Regions from separate parts of the Mus musculus genome. Here region 1 is linked to region 2. The links are chromatin contacts, called in public HiChIP or PLAC-seq maps. All regions are on one chromosome and are shown on one strand. Each heading gives the region's core, a stretch centred on a gene start, on an enhancer-like site or on the middle of the called end of the contact. The rest is flanking DNA. Distances are from core to core; before and after follow the strand shown. Region 1 has its middle 52 kb from the start of Trim2. Region 2 has its middle 6.5 kb from the start of Gm30458.

What was found. HiChIP or PLAC-seq counts read pairs in DNA pulled down with a chosen protein or histone mark.
Region 1: a contact with region 2 is called in a CTCF HiChIP or PLAC-seq map of CD8 T cells, with 5 read pairs. The contact joins two enhancer-like sites. A contact is called at or near these places in 3 of 39 promoter capture datasets (embryonic stem cells, pre-B cells and stem cell-derived epiblast-like cells), 2 of 15 datasets of contacts at CTCF or cohesin (CD8 T cells and pro-B cells), 5 of 484 Hi-C or Micro-C datasets (the Ba/F3 cell line, the G1E-ER4 cell line, embryonic stem cells and 1 more), 7 of 115 datasets of contacts at active chromatin or transcription factors (CD8 T cells, bone marrow-derived macrophages, embryonic basal ganglia and 3 more) and 1 of 9 other capture datasets (embryonic stem cells).

Annotation. Positions count from the first base shown.
Region 1 is chr3:84,308,789-84,315,084 of GRCm38.p6, forward strand. No RefSeq gene overlaps it. Among named protein-coding and RNA genes, the nearest start is that of Trim2, 52 kb to the left of the region's middle. Within about 2 kb of position 4,418, at least 84 of the 459 cell types and tissues checked have an H3K27ac peak or open chromatin away from gene starts, as enhancers often do. A contact at or near this core is called in the Ba/F3 cell line, CD8 T cells, the G1E-ER4 cell line and 2 more, where this site is marked.
Region 2 is chr3:84,064,971-84,071,305 of GRCm38.p6, forward strand. No RefSeq gene overlaps it. Among named protein-coding and RNA genes, the nearest start is that of Gm30458, 6.5 kb to the left of the region's middle. Within about 2 kb of position 4,536, at least 78 of the 459 cell types and tissues checked have an H3K27ac peak or open chromatin away from gene starts, as enhancers often do. A contact at or near this core is called in the Ba/F3 cell line, CD8 T cells, the G1E-ER4 cell line and 2 more, where this site is marked.

The DNA.
Region 1 (6,296 bases), core at 3,168-5,667, 240 kb after region 2:
CAGGTCCCATGTCTGCAGCTAGCTTCATTTCCTAAAGCTCCCACTAAGTCCTGAGATGCACTATCATTAGCCAAGGGTCAACTGTCCGAGGTAATGAGCCTGTGGGGACATTTACATTGGAGCCCTACCTTCCAGTGGCTCGAGGGTAAGTCCTCAGCCTGGGAAGTGCCACATTTCCTTGCCCTTTTGATCAGGTGTGGTTTTGATACAAATCCTGCATCATTCATGAGTACAGATAGGGAAGGGTCAACCTTCCTTTTTATGTGATATTCTCTATAATGCCCTTTTCCTCTTCATGTCCATATGAATTTGTCTGTCTGAACAGATTGGTTCCTAGCGGGGTTTCTCCTGTCCTATGGAAGGTGCTGTCTTAGGGTTTTACTGCTGTGAACAGACACCATAACCAAGGCAAGACTTATAAAAAACAGCATTTAATTGGGGCTGGCTTACAGGTTCAGAAGTTCAGTCCATTATCATCAAGGTGGGATCACGGTATCATCTCAGCAGGCATGGTGCAGGCAGAGCTGAGAGTTCTACATCTTCATCTGAAGGCTGCTAATGGAAGACTGTTTCCAGGCAACAAGGGTGAGGGGCTTAAGCCCACACCCACAGTGACACACCTACTCCAACAAGGCCACACCTCCAAATGATGCCACTCCCTGGTCCAAGAATATACAAACCATCACATTCCACTCCCTGGGCCCCAATAGGCTTGTTCAAACACATGAGTTGATGGGGGTCATATCTAAACATAACATAATAAAAAAGTACATTTAGTCTAACTTCCAAAATCCCCATAGTCTATAGAAATCTCAACAAAGTTAAAAGTCCAAAGTTCAAAGTCTCTTTTGAGATGCATCCAATCACTTAATTGTAATCTCCAAGACAAGACAGAAAACCAGCTGGGCAAATTCCAAAAATCTCCATGTCTGATGTCAAAGTGGTTTTCAGATCTCCACTTCTTTTTCATCTCTGCTTTTTCCTGGGCTGGTTCTGCTCCCTGTTAGCAGCTTTCTTCAGGACATATCTCATGGCTTTGGCATCTTTAATATCTTTAGGTCTCCAAGGCAAGTTCAACATTACAGCTTCTTCTTTCAATGTCTGGGATCTACACATGATCTTCTGGGCTCCTCCAAGGGACTGGCTTCACTTCTCCAGCTTTGCCCTCTGTAGCAGTCTAAGCTCAGGTTGATCGACTTCACTGCTGCTGCTGCTGTCCTTGGTGATCTTCCCATGGTACTGGCATCTCCAATACACTGGGGTCTTCCACTGCAACTAGGCTTCACCAATAGCCTCTCATAAGCTCTTTTCATGGTACCAAGCTTCAATTCCTTTGCATGACCCCTTCAGTCCTGGGCCATCAATTGCAACTGAGGCTGCCTCTTCACCAATGGCCTTCCATGGCCCCTCACAGTAACAAGCCTCAGCTGTTCTTCATGATCCCTTCATGCCTTCAAAACCAGTATCACCTTACATATGACTCTTACACATTACCAAGTCCAGCTACAGCACAAGGTACAACCTTGGCTATCTCTGGAATGCAGCTTCTCCGTGCTCTCAGAAAATACTTCTCAGAAGATTTCACCTCAGTGATGCTGGTCTCTTCTTAATTACCACTAATTTCTTAGCTCCAGCTAACAATCATCAATTGTCCCAGTCATCCCTTTTATTCTGGATTCTGAAGCCAGAGCCATGTGGCTAAAGCTGCCAAACTCTGCTGCTTGCTGGGACTGGAACATGGCCCCCTTGTTTTATATTACATTATCACTTTCTGGTTTCCAACTTCTTCACTGGTTCAAGGGTTGCTAGATGTCCAGGCAAGAGACTTGGATTTCATTAACTCTTTGTTGAGCCAGAGAGAAAAGAAAAGAAAGAAAGGAAGAAAGTCAGACACACACACACACACACACACACACACACACACACACACACACACTGGCAGGACCCGACTGTTTCATCAATTTCACAAGTGCACATGCACACCTATATACACATATACCTAGTTATGTATGCATGTTCATACATATAGACATACATTCATAAAGACATACAGTCATATTGTACATACACATAGACAGATGGACAGACCTATATGCATTTGGAGGATGGAGCACAACCCCAACAGTAACACTTTATTTTTTCTCTCAGCCATTTTATACTTTCTTAGACAAAGGTTCTTTGTAAAATTACCTCATAGATAAAGTGTTACACAAAAGGGGAGTTACAGTCGGATGTTGATAGTAAGTTCAAAGCGGTGTTTCATTCTATAAGCTCATTATAAGTTCAAAGCAACAACAGTGTCACATGGCCTTGCTTTATCAGAGTGCACACCCGTGACTTCATCCTTGGACCTGACCTAGAATGAATGCTTTTCCTTGATCATAAATCTGTCTGAAGCCTATTTTTCTTCCTGGTGTAATTGTGAAAGCTCATTGCATTCCTTATTATGCACTTTTTACTTACTATTCTATGAGGAGGGGCATACTCTGTTCTTCCTCATTCTGACTTTATTATATCTTTCTGCCAAAACAAATAAGCCATCTCCTTACACTTTCTTCCTAAAATTATTTGAATCAAGTCAGGAATTCTATAAAGTCATTAACTCATCTAAACAGCATGAATTTATGAAAGTTCATCTTTGTGTTGATCTGCAGGAAATTTGCCCAATCAGATAGGCTGATGCCCAGGAATCGTTGGGCTATGTAATAGTGTCAGGAAAGACATATCAGCAGCAAGAAGCAACCCTGGGACGAAGTCTCTGGGGCTGTGCCTCTCCAGAGTGTCTGCATCACAGCCATGCAAAATGGTGGGCCACCTCAAGGAAACTTACTTGCCATATCTTTCCTAGATGGCTTCTGCCAGTTAGTCATTTCCAGTGTTCAAGGGAATGCAGACAGACAGACAGACAGGCAGACAGATGGACAAGAAGGTTAAGTCAAATGTGAGTTCTGAGTTGAGCTGCAGTTCTCAGTGTGAATTCACGGGGCATCTATCTATCTTGTCTATGAGGAGGAATATAGAAGCAAATCATAATATTCTCCACAAAAGACAACAAGATCCTTGGACCACTGGCTAAATCCCAGCGTAAGATGAGGCTGGACCATTCTATTACACCAAATATGTGTGAGCTACCAAAGACTACCAAAGTTACATCCAAAGGATCCAGAAACCATCTCCAGAGGCTCCACTAACCAAACAAGGAACAGAGCATTAAAATACAGAGTGCCTGTCAGCAACTGCAGCCCCTCAGAGTGTCACAGTCCCATGGGTCATCTTCTGAGGGTGACCTGGAGGTATCTGCCAACTATTGCCTGTAACTAGTCTTGCCAAATTTTGTGTGCAATGAAAATGGTTATGAATTCCACTTTAGAACTTCATGTGGGACCTGCTGGGAATGGCCACAGTACCTGTGCCCCAGGAAGAGCAAATGGTGGGGTGGGACTCACCAGTCTGCTTTATCATGGTACACGGAGCTGCAGTGGGAGGTCTCACGCCCAGGCTCCCTGGGATGGCTGACCATCTTTCCCACAGGTGGGCTTTCTAAAGTGGCATTGTCTGGGTTACAGGATTTCTCACAAGCAGCCCCAGGCACCACCTCTAAGGACACAAAGCAGAATCTATATCTCTACGGGACACAGGTGTAGGTTTCATCCACCATCACCTTCACGTGCTCTACTGTTTAGAGCAGCCGTGTGCAGGCAGATTCAGTGACTGGCAAAAGCCCAACACAACAGGGAGTGTCTGTACTCCCAACCCCCACAGGAATGAATCCATTTTCTTGAAAACTACATAGTAAGAGCAAGAATCTTCTGACTCATACCACTGCGAAGTCATATCCTATGTGAGAGGTGACATTTTGTATAATTATTCTACTGATGATGGAAAATAAAGGACGAGAGCCCACAGGATCCCAGGAAGACAAGCAACTTTACCATTTTTTGCATATCAACTGGAAATTCTTTTAAAGATTTGTTTATTTTATGTATATGAGTACACTGTAGCTGTCTTCAGACACACCAGAAGAGGGCATCAGATCCCATTACAGATGGTTTGAGCCACCATGTGGTTGCTGGGAATTGAGCTCGGGACCTCTGGAAGAGCAGTCAGTGTTCTTAACCCCTGAGCCATCACACCAGCCCTCAAGTGAAATTTTAACGGAGTGAGTTTTTTAAATGTTAAAGTCAGTACTTTTTTCCCTCTATTGCTGGGAATTGACCCCAGGGCCTCGCACATGCTAGATGAATGAACCATTACCAAGATATATCCTCAAACACCAAATGGCGAAATTCAGATATCACCGTTCTGAAGACCTCCCGGGAATAAATAATGAATCTAGCCTTCCAGCATCAACAGTTGATGGCTTCAGAGACAATTAGCTTGATGTGCTACGAGTGGAAGGATATGGCGCCATCTAGTGTCCTGTATAGGGATCAAGCATGCATCTGTTCCAACCCCTGAGGTGCAGGAAATGATGAAATACGGAGGAAGACCAAGACACTAAGAAACTGACCAGTGACCCCTGTGGGTCACTGAGTTGTTCTCTGGGTTCTTTAAGGAATTTCTAAGACCTTCTTGGGCAACTTGGAGAGACCCTGTCTCAGAATAAAAAGTGACAGAGGGATCGGAGATATACCGGGGTGGTACAGTACTTTCCTAACATGTGTGTGGCCCTGGGTCCAAATCACAGTTTTAAAACAAAACAAAACAAAACAAAACAAAACAAAACAAAACAAAACACAGAAAGGGCAGGGCTGGAAAGGAACCAACTGGAAAGATACAGTGTGAAGTTACACGAAATGGAGTGGTACAAGCTGAACTATAGATAAGGCTTGCACATGCGGGCGACAAAATGATCGAGAAACAAGGAAGTGGCCTGCAGTCTGCGTCAGGAGAGACCCCTGCCAGAGGAAAGTGGCAGCTTGAAGACGACCCTGGCAGGAGAGGGGTCTCTAGCTCTTTACTAGTGATGTTGCTCGGCGCACTTGCTGTGTGATTACTCGCAGCATCCTACATTGGGGGATTTCTAGGTTGTCTCTTACAGTGAACCAGACTCTGCGACCTCATTTGCTTCCCGCCACTCTTATCCACTTCTAGAGTCCAGCCAAGAACTTAGCATGGTGACTGTTGGGTCTGGTGACCTGCGAGCTGAAAAGGTCACCAATAAACCTGAGGAGAGCAGACACCTACCAGGTCCTTACTAAGTGTCCAACACTTAACATGGAGCCTCGCTCCTGAGGCGTTCCCTCTGGGAAGACTGTGAGAGACACACTTCATCTTTGACCAGGAGCTGTTAGGGCTGTGAAGGAGATTGCCTGGGGTGTTTTGTAACATGTGTGAATACCTAAAACAGCAGTATGGCTTGGCATTTACAGCAAGTGCTTACCCTATAGAGATTCAAAAGAGCCAGCTGTCTTTATGGAAAGGTCTCCCTCTTCCCCTCCTTTTCACCCTCCCCTCCCTTTCCCCTCCCCCTCCCCTCCCCCCCCCCCCCATTTGTTGAGACAGTATTTCTCTCTATAGTCCTAGCTGTCTTGGAATCCACTCTGTAGACCAGTCTGGCCTCAAACTCAGAGATCAGCCTGTCTCTGCCTCCTGAGTGCTACAAATAAAGCATGCCAGATAAGGGCTTTACATCCAACACACACACACACACACACACACACACACACACACACACACACACACACACACACGGGGTTGGGGGGTGGACTATAATATAAAGCTATAACTTCTTAGGAAACACTATTAAGTAATAGACTCCCTGACCCAAAGTTCCAAATCAAGTCATTTTTCTTAACATAAAAGTTTGTTCTCTGCGTTCAGAGAACATCAAACTTCCTTCTGTGTTCTCTGCCAAGAATATTTAAATATAAGGCCCTTTAGGAAATCTGACATGTACTGAATCTGAGATTAGTGCATTGTCCACAAGAGGGCACTAGTTCTCCAGGATGCTCAAAAAAATCATCTGGCCACAGTGTAGCAGCCAAGAACAAAAGCAGCTAACTCAGCGGTCCAAACTGAGCAGAGAGAAGTATAGTCACAAAACTCAAAAGAAACTTAACATTCAAGCGCTGCCTCCCCTATCTTCATGATCCGGCTGCAGCCTGCCACAGACGTGCTCAGTCAACCCCAGCGTGTGCATGCCTGCATGCAAGTGAGCTGAATATAAAATGAAGTCAGATACTTGAAAGCATATGGTTACTTGTTTCAAAGATACTGTATGCCTGGCATGGGGATTCCACCCTGATGTCTGAAGACTCAGCACTCCAATCTGCATGAATTTCTTCCCAGAATGG
Region 2 (6,335 bases), core at 3,286-5,785:
CATAGTTATGTGCTTCATTAAGCTTCCCTAAACTATATCTTTATCTATCTATCTATCTATCTATCTATCTATCTATCTATCTATCTATCTATCTATCTATCTATCTCACCAAGAACAGCACAGTGGTGAAGCTAGATAAGCATAGACTTCAATAATTGCACAAGTGGTGAGTGCCAGAGGCCTGATACCTTACCTGGTAAAGTCTTCTGCAGCTCTCAGAAGAAGTCAATATTCTTCTAAGGCAGATTTGCCTGTTCACTCGTCTGTATTGACCTAGGCAGAGTTCACTACTCTCTCTTCTATGTGTCCTTCAAATAGAATTCATTGCTCTTTTGCTTCCTTCCCTTCCTCTTGCCTTTTTGTAAATTATTTTTCTGGTGCTGGGGATGGAAACTAGGGCTGGCTTTGCTTATGTCGGGAAATGCCCTACCAGTGAGCTGTAAGGACCCCTCTGTACAGGGGTCATGTAGGGAGAGCGCATGAGCATCAGTAACCTGTAAGATGGTCCTGATGTTGGCCTTACTCCTGAGAGAGGGCCTGAGCATCAGTAAGTAGTAAGGTGGTCCTGATGGTGGCCTTGATACTTGAATGGTACTCTTGAGATGCTTGAATGACCTTGTTTCCGTTTAGTTTTCATGCATATTTTGGACATTTCTGAACAAACAGGCAAACCAGCAACAATCACTCAGGAATGTAAAATTGAATTTGCTCTGATAAATGTAGCTTAACAGAACCGCCCTCCCTCCCTTAACCATTGGGACATACTGTCTGAACCATGAAGAACCAGTTTGACTTCATCTGGACTGATTTTTAAGATGAGACCAGATAAAGCTAAGGTGGCAGAGAGATAGATGATAAAACTCAGAGGGTAGAAGTGAAGCCAGGGGCCACACCAGAACCTATGTTCTTCTCACACTGGTGTCTCTAATCCAGAGCCTCTTCTGGGAAACCCTGGGTGAGTTTTGTTTTAAGTAGTTTACAGACGCAACTACCAGATTTCAAAGCTCAAGTGATATAAATAACTTGGGGTGGGTTGACAGAAAACCCGTGAGAACCCCCACAGCAACTGTGTGGGCAAAGGCATCTCTTCACAGCAGAACGGAAATCACTTAGCAGAACAAAGTGCAGGATCAACCTAACCACGGTCCCAAGATGGTAAGAGACCAGAGAGGAGCAGAGAACTGGTAACACAAACACACACACACACACACACACACACACACACAGGTCTGGATTGCTCACTGTCAATATCAAAGTGAGGTTGTTGACTAAAGGGCTCCTAAGCATCATCCTTTGAATAAGACATATAAAAAGTAGAAAATAGAAAGTAATCTCAATGAACATTAAGATATTTTGAAATAACAGCAACAAAAAATGTCCTTTAACCACCAACAGTCTACCTGCAAATGGTAAATATTTTTATATTGTCTCTATACTGAAGCCCTAAGATCGAACCTATCCTATGTTAAGTATATGTTCTACTATACTTTCAGATACATATTTGTACATATTATGTATACATACCTTATATATACACTAAACGTGTACATGCATGTGTGTGTGTGTATGAATGCATTTGCCCACAGAAGAGGGTGCTGGAGCTGGAGTCACAGCTGATTGTGAGACACTCTATGTGGGCGCTGTGAACCCAACTCAAGTCCTCTTACGAGAACAGTACTCAATCTTACCTGAGCCATGTCTGACATCCCATAGTATTTTTTTTTTTTTGAGGCACGGTGTTATGTAACCCAGACTGACCTTAAACTCACAAGCCACAGGCCTCAGCCTTCAAAGTTGCTAGGATTACAAAAAGTTGCACACACAGGCACACACAAGAGAGACAGACAGACAGACACAGATACATATATACATCATGAAAGACAAGCAACAGCTAGCCCATTACCAAATGTTAAGTAATGACATTTGTAGAAAACGTATTTCAAAGCACCTAAAATATAAAATCCCCCTACTTTTGTAAATCTCTGGTACTATTCTTGGTTTCCCTAAAAAGCAAAGGTCTACTAAGAGGAGAAAAGGAGACTGTAGGACTTGGGTTTCCTCCCTCAGGACAGAGTGTTGGGGATAGAGCCCAAGCCCTTGTGTGTGCTAAGCAGCCATTCCACAACCCAGTGGCACTCTGAGCCCTAGACAGGTTTCAGACTGAAAGTGAGGGGCAGAGCCACAGACACAAACTGGTAATCAGTGACTATCTCTTGGCGACCTCCACACAGAATTTCATTCAAGGCTGGGGGAAAACAACCATATTGTTGGGCAGGTAAAACAAAGGTATCCCTCCTCACTTACCAGCCAAAGCATCTGGACTTAGCGTCTTGTCACTGAGATTAAAGAACTCCTCCCTAGCCGGGACAGTCCCAGGCACTCAGGAGACTGACCCAGGCAGAGAGATGGCTGAGCTCAGGGAGCCCAGAACTAGCTTGGGCAATACCTTGAAGTTTCATCTCAAACAACAATAAAACAAAAATGAAAACCAGGAAAACGGCCCAAGGGAGAGCGTAAAGAGGGCCCGGTGTGACCATAACCTGGAGGCTGCCTCCAACCTCCTCTGCAAGTTCATGAATTCAAATATACCTGTTCACTGATCCAACAACTTAAAACACAACACAAATACATAGGTTTTGAGTTTTAAAAATACTTTTTTTTTTTAAGATAGAGTCTCACACTATTGATCGGGTTGACCTTGAACTCACAGAAATCACCTGAGAGCTTTGATAAGGTACGAACCAGCACACAGAGACATAAACTTTTAATTAATTCTTTGACAATTTCATACAATATATTTGAATCCTATTCATTCTTCCAACTCCTCTCAGATTCTCCCCCACCCAGCCCTACCTACCCAACCTCCTTGTATCCTCCTTTAAAAACAAAAAACAAAAAAAACCTCATCAACTCCAATGTATGCAACCCACATACTCCAGGGGTGCACTCATCCACTGGAGCATAACCTACCAAGGCCTTCACCCTTCCCTCCCTCCCTACCCCCTCCCTCCCTTCCAGCAGCCTCCAATTGCCAATAGCTCCTCAAGTGGGAATGGGACCTGTGCCCACCTCACCTCTCTGTATTGGAATCTTGTCTGGCTTGAGTTTGGGCAGTCTGGTGCATGCTGCCACAACACTGTGAGAAGGTACGTGCACTGCCCTGTTGTGTCTGCAAAACACCGCCTCAGCTTCTTCAGTCTCTCCACCCGCCATGCCACAAAGTCTAGGGAGGGGCAAGTGTGAGATGGATAATTTTCAAAAGAGAGATTTGTATACCCCACATTTCCCTCAAAAAGTACAGTCTTGTTCTGCCTTAAAATGGAAACGTTGACATGTTCTTACAGCATAGATGATCTGTATGCTAAATTAACCAGTTCCAAAGAACAAACATTGCATGACGCCATTTAATATGGAAGGAACTTAGTTAATTCAAAAATAAAGTAGAAAGGTCATTGCCAGCAGCTGCAGAAAGCTAAGGACTAGCTTTTCTTAATTGAATGTTTATATTTTGTTTTATTATTTTATGTGCGTGAGGGTTTTGCTTACTGTATGTATTAGTACTACATGTGTGTCTGGTGCCCAGAGATGTCAGAAGAGGGCACTGGAGCTAATGGAACTGGAGTTAAGAATGTTAAGGTAGTGGTGAACTACCATATGGGTGGCAGGAACTTGAATCACTGTCCTCTGGAAGAGCAGCAAGTGCTATTAACTGCTAAGCCGCCATGCCAGGCCCTGCGAGCTATTTTTAATGAGCACCCGAGTTTCATCTGGAGAAGATGAGAATGTTCCTGAAGATTGGATGGTGCCAGTGAATATACCTGATGCCACTGAGCTGTACCCTATAGGAGAGTCAAGGTGACACATTTTACATTATGCATGTATCACCATAATTTAAGACATTTAAAAAAGCATCAAGTCTTGGCTGATGACAGTTCTCAAGCTGGTTCAATGTACCTATTTTAACATGGTGGTGATCTATGCCTGGTTTTGCAAACGGGGCACAGCTCACAACATTACGTTAGCTCTTAGTAACTATCTTTTAAATAGCAGCTGGCAACTTGACAGTGACTTTCTCATGTTCTGCCATCAGTCTGCAAGCTGCCAGTGGCAGGTAGAGATGTGCCCTTTATTTTTATGACTCACCTTGAACATGAATTAAGTTCTTGATAAACTAACTTCTTAGAAGACTCAGTTCTAATATTGCTTTGCTCCCTTTCCCCATGAACATGACACAAAAGGTTTTTAACCCCGCCCACTCTGTTTCAAGTATGAGCTCAAGTTGAGTGGAAGGCTCAGGCCCCCTGTGAACGCCAAAGCACCGCACTCCTGACTAGAACATTTCTCTTCCCAATCCAACCTAGACAATGTTCTATTAAGCAGAGCATTGCATCTTGCCTCAAAAACAGAGTGACTGTTCAAACTGGACGTTTCCTTTTACCCTTTCCCTGAGTATGGCTGCTTCTCGGGGCAGGGGCAGGGGCAGGGGCAGGGCGATTGAAGAGGACACTTCTGAAGCCCGAGTTCCTCATTCTGCTTCTGTGGGTTTTACTTCCGCTGGCACCAGAAATCCCCAAGTGCTGCTAATGCTTTCTCCTCTTCCTCTCCTTCACCTGCTTGTGTTTTCCCCCAACACGTCTGGGTTCTTCCCCATCTCCTTCTCATGCTGGTCTCTCTGTGAATCTCGTCTCCCACAGGCTGTCTCTGTACCCTACGACTCTCCTCTCTCCTCCCAGTATGGAGTTTTGCCCTCTTGGCCCTGGGTGACTAGATCTGGGACAGGTGCACGATGCAGACCTTGAAGGACCGAGGGGGACAGGTTCACCCTCTGGCTGGTGACACTTGCTCACTTGCCACCTGTGGCTTCCCAAGGAAAAGTCCATGGGGACAACTTTTGCTGCCACCGAAGCTCCGAGCCACAGCCCATGCATTGGGTGAGCTGCCTTTGTGGATCCCACTTTCAGCAGGGTCTTTACAACTGCAACCATATAGGTGACTCATAATCTCATGGCGGTGCAGACTTGTAATCTCTGTACCCCAGAGCTGGAAGGAGGCAGGATTGCTGTAGGTACCAGGCCAGCCTGGGCTACAGAGCAAGTATCCAGCTGGGAATACATAACAAGAGCCCATCTCCAAAGACCAAAGCAGCAAACACACTAGGGAAGTGGTTCCTCCTTTCAGAGGGCCTCTGCTCTTACAAGAAGATCAGAGTTCGGTTCCCAGCACCTATGCTGGGTGGCTCACAACCAGCTTTAACTTCAGCCCCAGGACATCATCTCGGGGCTCCTGTGTTCATGTACCTCCTACCCATGTACACATAATAAAAAAGAAATAAAATAGTGTTAAAAATGAGCCCACCATCATCAACAAACCGGGTCAGTGGGCTACCAGTGGGGGTCTTCCCTACCACGAACCAGGCCCTGGCTGCCATGTTTTGCACCAGAAACAAAGCAATCTTTAAAAAACAAAAACAAAATAAAAATAAAAAGCAAATCCTATCTTCTACCAGCTTCAGCTGCCACCTCGGGAGATTGTTCAGGTGACTCTGCCCTTTGCACTTAGAATCATTTCTTCAGCTTTTCATTCCGGAGCTCTGGTATGGCAAAACCTCACCACACCATCTGCATCCCACAGTGTGCACAGTGGCCTGGTCATGGAGATTGGAACTTTATTTCTATATTTCACACAAAACAGTCCCCTTATCATCAGTCTACAAAGTCACTTCTGTCAAAGAACATAAGCTAATTTTCTACGTCAACTTATTTTCCATTTTAAGTCCCAGATCGGGAGACTTAAGCACAGCTTTTTTTATTTTTGAATTTCAGAGATTTTTGAGGGTCTCCCCTTTGTTTTTCCCATGGTATGGTACAGCTCTGGGGACTCACACGATGATATCAAGGAACGTGGTGGTGTATGATCCTCTGTCTGCTCACAGAGTCACCTGCTACAGAGATGTCCCCTGGGGTCTAGCAGCTCTTAGATGCTTTGGGACCAATTCTGTGTCATTCGAATCCTTGCCATCAACACACTCTGCAGTTCCCAGCCCCGGCGCCAATGCCTTGTAGCGTTTGTCTGGGGCGTGGGGAAGTACCTTGCCTTCTGACCAGCAGTGCACAGCAGCTCACCTTCAGCTCTTAGCATCCCCACTTTCCCTCTTTCCTCATCTAGCCTCGGGTTTCAAACAGCAAGGGGCTCATCCCTTCTGGTCAGGGACCAGTGTTTTGATGAGAATGATCTTGTCAACCTGGCCCACCTGGGTAGGTGTCTGGAAGCACTGCCTCCATCAGACTGGCCTGTGGCATGTCGATGGGGCACTGTCTTGATTTATGATTGATGTG